Linked DNA regions of Hordeum vulgare: region 2 is linked to region 1. Evidence: chromatin contacts called from public Hi-C data. All regions are on one chromosome and are shown on one strand. The core of a region is the stretch at or near the end of the contact, and the rest is flanking DNA. Distances in the headings are between cores, read along the strand shown.

The links. Hi-C and Micro-C count contacts between places; a contact is called where the count stands out from the background.
Region 2: a contact with region 1 is called in a Hi-C map of leaf, with 3 times the contacts expected there. The contact joins the promoter of LOC123444754 here to the promoter of LOC123444753 in region 1. A contact is called at or near these places in 3 of 6 Hi-C or Micro-C datasets (leaf and seedling) and 1 of 1 datasets of contacts at active chromatin or transcription factors (embryo).

The regions. Positions count from the first base shown.
Region 1 is chr3H:533,219,400-533,223,313 of MorexV3_pseudomolecules_assembly, reverse strand. It overlaps LOC123444753 (dnaJ protein homolog 1-like), which reads left to right and starts at 1,955. Exons shown (of 3, transcript XM_045121587.1): 1 at 1,955-2,291; 2 at 2,414-2,763; 3 at 3,599-3,914. The coding sequence starts at 2,115.
Region 2 is chr3H:533,399,623-533,403,552 of MorexV3_pseudomolecules_assembly, reverse strand. LOC123444754 (beta-galactosidase 3-like) reads left to right here and starts at 1,642. Exons shown (of 19, transcript XM_045121588.1): 1 at 1,642-2,014; 2 at 2,107-2,202; 3 at 2,296-2,408; 4 at 2,518-2,584; 5 at 2,661-2,753; 6 at 2,837-2,980; 7 at 3,464-3,552; 8 at 3,675-3,780. The coding sequence starts at 1,832.

The sequences.
Region 1 (3,914 bases), core at 706-3,205:
TGTATATATATATGGATTTCAGGAGGGTATGGAAATAATCTTTGATCTTTGTCCTAAAGACAATATGCCAGGCAACATCGACATTTGGGTGGTTGTCGATGATATGCTTCCTGTTTTACCGCCATGTGAGTTTCTCAACCATATTTGTCAAGTAATTTGCATTTATATTTAGAAATAGTTGGTGTTCATCCAAATACTAAATTTGTTAAATTATAATTTACATCTTATTTCGTTTCTTTGAGTGAATTACGGAAATTAATTTACACGACACACTACACGTATGGATCATATCTAACTTGGGAGAAGAAGGATGTTCTTCTCCACTTTCTTGTTGCTGGTGTTCTGGTTTCTAGGAATACCTTAATTATACATTTTACATGCCACTAGTGCATAGGTTGAGGCCGGATGACATTCGCCGAAATATCTTGGTAAAAGTTTCCTAATTAAGTACGCTCTACTATTGCATAAATGGTGTTGATTACATTGCTAACTAGGTTATTATTATTCAAAAAATTAGGTTATTATTATGTTCTTCAACAACAACTGCCACATGATGTAGTGCCTCTGTTCATGCATCCAGAAGGTCAAATGAAAATTAGAAGCCCGCTGAGGGCTAAGTTCGATGCTCCATACTCGAGTAACCTCAAATCAAGATAAAAAGGCTTCAAATTGAAGCATGGAGAGAAATAAAGAAGGTTCGCAAGCCACAAGTTGGAGACCGTTGGATCTCTGTGCTTCATCATGGATACATAGGTGTTATTCTGTTTTATGGCATTATACCTAAGAGCAAGGACTAGGTCTTACGAGAGACAAGTTATTCTGGTTTATATTATTACTTGACATTATCGATTAGGATGCATGCATATGATGACTATTATGACGTTTCTCTATTTTACTTTATGTGTATCATATGATAACTTGGTATATGATTAAGATGATGATGAGTTGTTAGATGATCGATTAGAATACTATTGCCATTCAACAGAAATGATATGAAATGATATAGTGTAAAAAAGATGCATATATGTGCATGTAACTCGTGTCTACATTTTATAAATATGTTCAACAAAGCACGACGGATGAGATGGTGTAATATATTCGTGACGATGTGCAATATATATATAACAAATAAATGGGAAAATAGGGGGTAGCAAAATAGCCCATCCAATTTAGTGCAAAACACTAAACCCAAAAATTGCTCAAAAAAAAACAGACTAATACCCCTCCCCCCTCGCTCCCAGCCCCGCCACGTGAAATGCCATTAGCCCCGGTTCGGGGCCAAACCGGGGCTAGCATTAGTCCGGTTTGATTAGTCTCGGTTCACCAACCGGGACTAATGGCCCAACCAAACTGGGACTAAATGCCCTTTTTTCTATTAGTGACATCAATCTCAAAGAAGCGTCGACCTGGGATGGCGACGATGAAAGGTGGAATGACGTCTTCATTATGGCGTTGGAGTCTTATGACACCACCGAGTCGGAGAAGGACAACAAGGTGTAGTCAGCCGCCATCTTTTCTATCGTTTGTGTGAACTTGTTTGTCATGAACTTGTTTGTGATTTAATCTTGTTTCTGTAAACTTTACCGATCATTTTATACGTGTTGTTTCTGCGTGGATGACATAACGCGTTCGATTTTACATCGCCTGGTGCGTTAAAAATTACAGCGCCCGTGAAGCAACTGACTATTGATACGAAAAACGACGGTCACACGTCCTGTAATTTTTTTTTAAGCACGCGTCAGTTGGAAATGCTGTTACATACATACGGGGACCAATTGCAAGATTTTTCGCAGACGTGAGGAATGGAAGGCTCCATCGATTAACAATTCAACCTCACGCCATTGCCCCACATGCACTACCACTAGTGATAGTAACAAATCTCTCTCTTTCTCTCTGGCTCGGTCGCTCCAACGGGCTTCAAATAGATCGCCCTGCATAAAAGCCACTCATTTCTCCCACTCGCTCACTCTGTTTCCGCTCTCCTCCTCTTCCTCATCCTCTCTGCCACTAACCACCTCCCTCTGCATCAAACCCACCTCCCTCCTTCCGTCCCCTGTTTCTCGCTTTCCCCCCCGCGACCGAATCTCCTGCGGCGCCGTCCCCCTCCAACTCCAATGGTGAACCCGCCGGAGCTCTACCACCGGATCCTCGACGTCCCCAGGGGCACCTCGTTGCAGGGGCTCCGCGCCGCGTACAAGGGCCTCGCCAGGAAATGGCACCCCGACAAGCACCCGCCGGCCTCCAAGCCCGAGGCCGAGGCGCGCTTCAAGGCCATCACCGAGGCCTACGAGGTGAGTGCCCCGCCGCCTCTTCCCCGGTCACCTCCCTGCGTGCGCGCGTCGCCGCCGTGGGAATCGCGTTCCTGATTCGCTGTGCTCGCGCGCGTCGGCGTGGGCTTCCTTTGGTTGTGCAGGCGCTCCTGGACCAGCAGGAGAACAGGGCGGTGTTCGGGGTGTGCAACGACGACCGGGCCAGCGAGATGTTCGGGACATTCGGCTCCGGAGGCGGCGGCGGCGCGCGCATGGCGAGGACGCGCAGCGACGACTTCTCCATGAGGAGCGCGCCCGCCACGCCGGCCAGGGAGTTCACCAAGGTCTACAGCTCCGGCAACACGGGCGGGCGCCGCGCCTTCGCCGAGTTCTCCAGCTCCATCATGCGCAAGGCGCCGCCGCTGGAGCGCACCCTCGAGTGCACGCTGGAGGAGCTCTGCCGAGGCAGCAAGAAGCAGGTCAAGTTCACCCGCGACGTCGTCACCAAGAACGGGTACTGCCGCTCACCGCTTCCTCCTCCCTCCCCCCACCTAATCCATGAGCAGGACTGAATTCTTCAAGAAAACGAAATACTATCAATTCACGCGGAACAGGCCTGATGTGATCCATCATCCATCAACATGGGAGATTTCGACGGATCGATGCTTGAGAAATTTCAGGGTAGGCAAGAATTCAGACTTTGCTCCTGACGGCGACGTCCATTCCACCTTGGCACCTTGCGCCCTCGCCCCAATTTGCCACGCTGTTTTCCAAATCCTCGATGCACAGTAACCCAGCACCATTGCCGCATCCTTTCCAGCCAACGCCGCACTTCTTTTTTACAGTGGGTGAACTGCTTTATAGCATGCCTGCCTGCCTGCCTGCATTCGTCAGGGGAATATTTAGCTTACTTTGGAACATAACAACCAAACCTTTAGGCAACTGCTCTCCGGTGGCGCGCCTTTTTACCTCCTCACGGGCATCTATGCTATCCTTGCAAAGATTATCCTACCTAACATGAGACGTAATACCTCCACTAATGATGTTCTTGGAAAGGGTTTAGTGTCAGGGCCCTGTCTCGAGGGGAAAATTCTAAGGCTTCAGTTGCTTTCCTTGCCGCATATGTGTATGCAAGTTTGTTGGGGACTTTGATTACCCTTCTTTTGGACCTATAATCTAACAAAGATGTGGTCCTTTGAGAGTATTCATTCATAATTTGGTTTACATGTGAGGGTATGGCCGAGGAGGGTTCAGAGACAATGACTCCTGAGCTTCCTTGCTCCTTTAGACTCTATCCCCTGGGAATGTTGGTGAGCTAATCGCCATCACATGATTAATGCCTTTGACAGGTCAATAGTTAAGAAGGAGGTGACCCAGACGATCATGGTGAAGCCGGGGTGGAGGAAAGGGCACAAGGTCACCTTGGATGGCATGGGGGATGAGAGGCCGGGGTGCCTACCTGCCGATGCCGTCTTCACCGTGGCCGAGAAGAAGCACTCGACGTTCAAGAGGGTGGGCGACGACCTGGTGCTCAAGGCCAAGGTGCCGCTGGTGAACGCGCTCACCGGCTGGTCCTTCTCATTCAGGCTCCTCAGTGGCAAGAAGGTGAGCTGCTCGTTCGACGACGAGGTCATCTGCCCGGGGCACGAGAAGGTGATCAAAGGG
Region 2 (3,930 bases), core at 393-2,892, 180 kb before region 1:
ATGACACGCCGGTCGAGTGATTCGGCCTAATTGCTCACGCGCATTTTCTGCCACACATCTTTTCCCTCCATCCCAACCTTATCTTCTCCGCAGCAGCACTCCGCCTCGTCTCCCCCCGCCCACGCCATAGCCCAAGGCCCCATCAGTTCTGAGCACTCCTCCCTTCGCACCTCCTGCTGCACATGCTCCATGGGATGCTGCTCCCACACGTCGTAGGTCCTCGGCTGCGAGCTCACACGTCGGGGCGGCCATGGCTTATGAGCTTCGTGGTGGACGGTGATTGAGGGCGACTGCGAGCTGCTATGAGCGACGCCGTCGTGTATTGCTACGGAGGAAATCTCAGTGGAGCTGCGACGACTGTCATCACTGCTGCGATGGCGCCGCGATGGAGACCATGCCCTTGCGATGGTGGGGGAAATTTCTATCGATGCATCGGCGGTGCTACAATCACTGGCAGAAATGCTGCAATAGATGACCCAAAAAGCCACAATCGTTTGATTCGAAAGATTCAACCCGTGGCATATAAAGTTTTCAGCTGGGCACCATGCACTGAAAAAAGCTACATTTATTTATATGAAAGCTTCAACCGTAGTCTGATAAAGCTTTAACCGGTGAAATACAAAAGTTTCATGTCACCACTACGAAATAAAAAAGGATACAACCATTATTTTTGGAAAGTTTCAACCGTTGAATTGAAAAACTTGAAACTGCTTTGCAAAAAGCTTCAACCGGCCTTTTTTTTGCTGGAACCAGAAAGAGAGTGGAGGAGCTGCTAACAGTACCTAAAAATGTTGTAACCGGTTGCAAATTTTTTGCAATGCTGTTTTTGAAAAGCTTCAACCGGAGAAACGACATGCACAACCAGCTACATCCAAAGGTAATGACGTTTTTACTGTAACCTGTTGTAGACTTTTGCTACAATCAATGAGACAAAATGCTGCAACCAAACGGCCACGTTATGACCTGCGAGGTCGTTTTGCTGGAGCGTGTGAGGTCGATTTTGCTACAACCGAAGCATTTTTGTTACAACCTTTGCCGACATTTGCTACTACCAGTGAAAGAAATTGCTGGGACGACGAAGGCTGACCAACGAGGCGTCTTCCTTGACGACGACGGAAGACGGCGAGCGTAGACGACTGTGGGCGAACGTGGGTGACCGGGGACAAGCGCGAGGTTGCTCGCGAGCGTCGCATTCGTATTCTTTCCCCCCTTCAAACGTGTGCGAGGAGGAAGGACGACAATGGTCCAACCAATGCGTTAATCAATGCCCTTAACGTACGCTAGATCTGACCGGCCGAAATTTCGGCCGGCGCGCCGGCGCTCCAAAGAAAATGCTGGTTCCACGTCGATGCACCGCCGGCAGCGTTCCGCGTACCACGTCCTGGAGACCCGGCGGGGACTACGGCGGTCTAGAAGTACAGCCGACGCGGTGGGCCTTCATCCGACCGAGGTCACATGCGGCGCGACGCCGACTCGCTCCACGTTTCACGGTTCCCGGTTCCACCCACACCCCGCGCCTCACCCCCATCCGCTGCGCGCATCCCGAACGGAGGCACCATTTTCCCGTCTTCTCCATCTCATGTCCATCTCGACCGGCCGCTAGCCAATTGGAGACTGGAGCATCAAATCCTACAGCCTCCACGCTCCAGCGCCCCACGAGAAACACCAGTCACCACTGTCATCCATACAACCACGGCGCGGCGTCTCAGGTCTCACTCACACACTCACTCACCCCACCACTCCCCCGCACACTGACACCGCTCTGCGCTCTATTTAAGCCACCAGCGCCGCGCCGCGCCGTACGCACACCGCCACGCCTCCGACTCCAGCCATGGCCGCCGCCGCCGCCGGTCCTCGGCTGCTCCCCTTGCTCCTCCTGCTGCTGCATCAGTTGCTCGTGGTCGCCGCGGCCGCGGCCTCTGGCGTGACGTACGACCACCGCTCCCTCGTCATCTCCGGCCGCCGCCGCCTGCTCATCTCGGCCTCCATCCACTACCCCCGCAGCGTCCCCGCGGTACGCCCCTGCCCCCCACCGCACACATTAGTAGCAGAGAAGTGGTGGTACTAGTAAGTGACTTGGATTGCTGCACGTGCTCGCTGTCGCAGATGTGGCCCAAGCTGGTGGCGGAGGCCAAGGAGGGCGGCGCCGACTGCATCGAGACCTACGTCTTCTGGAACGGCCACGAGACCGCCCCCGGCAAGGTCCGCCCGCCGCCGCGTCGCCTCATTTTTTCTGCTGCGTTTAGTCTGTCTGCTGCTCTTCACAAACCAGGGTGTTCTCATGTGGGATTGCAGTACTACTTCGAGGACCGCTTCGATCTGGTGCAGTTCGCGAGGGTTGTCAAGGACGCCGGGCTCTTCCTCATGCTGCGCATCGGCCCCTTCGTCGCCGCCGAGTGGAACTTCGGGTCCGCTTCCTTCCCTTTCACTGTTCTCGTGCATGCATATTTGCTGCCATCTCATCTCCTCCATTTCTAGGGTGTAATCAACAGTTTCAGCTCTGTGTCTGGGTTTCAGGGGCGTGCCTGCGTGGCTGCACTACATACCTGGAACGGTCTTCCGGACCAACAACGAGCCGTTCAAGGTGAGGGTGCTCTAGTGTTTGATGGTATATTTGCCCTGTTCGGGTGATAATCCAAGAGGCCCTCCTTATTATGCAGTCTCACATGAAGAGCTTCACGACGAAAATCGTGGACATGATGAAGGAACAGCGGTTCTTCGCCTCACAGGGAGGGCACATCATCCTAGCTCAGGTTGTGATTCCATCAACTTTGAGATCGGTGTTCGTCAGAATTGACAAGTTTAGATTATCTGAAACTAAGTTTGTGCTTTCCAGATTGAAAATGAGTATGGGTATTATCAACAAGCGTATGGAGCTGGTGGCAAGGCATATGCAATGTGGGCAGGTAGTATGGCTCTGGCTCAGAACACTGGTGTCCCTTGGATCATGTGCCAGCAGTACGATGTTCCTGATCGTGTGGTTAGTTACTCACATGCAGTGCCTTGTTGTTTTATGCAACAGTTTGGACATGGATTTACCTCATCATACATATTTTCACTCAAATTGCAATGTATGCCTGAATTACCAGCTCAACTGCAATGGTTTTTCTGCTAACGATGTATTTTGTGAATGATGGCTTCCTCCTAAAATTGTGTTCAAATAGAGGCCATTACAGTAGGGAAAAAACTAAGCAGCAGATCATCAGTAGATGTAACTTTGATATTAAAAAGATAGAACTAGTGCTGCTCTCAGGAGTTGGGACTGTAAGAGTGCACTTGCGCAAATAGTCATGGTTATGTCTTCATAAAAAAAAACACTGTTATGTGATTAGCAGCATCTTGGTATATCTATACATGCATGCACTTTGTAGTTGATGCAATTGCTATGTGATAAAGTTCTTAGCAAATGCAGTATGTGATCTGTTTTGGCAGATCTAATCATTGATGCAACCGACATTTGCAGATAAACACGTGCAATTCGTTCTACTGCGATCAATTCAAGCCAAATTCGCCAACCCAGCCAAAAATTTGGACAGAGAATTGGCCAGGATGGTAATGCATTTGGTACACTTTCATCAGTAACTGATCAGAAATTACAGTTATTTCTACTGATTTCTATAACACGGCATGGAAAGCATCTCCTGCATCTTATCTATGTCCATTTTTTTGTTTAGGTTCCAGACTTTCGGTGAAAGTAATCCCCACAGACCCCCTGAGGATGTTGCATTTTCTGTTGCACGTTTTTTTGGGAAAGGTGGCAGCGTTCAGAATTACTATGTGGTATTGCTTTGTGCACAGTCCATATTCTAACTTTTCTTGTATTATAACTTCACAAAGGATAGCACATCTCATATTCTAACTTGACAAAGACACTCTGATATTTATTTGCTGTTAACTACAGTCAGACATCTGAAATCATATTCAGTTGAT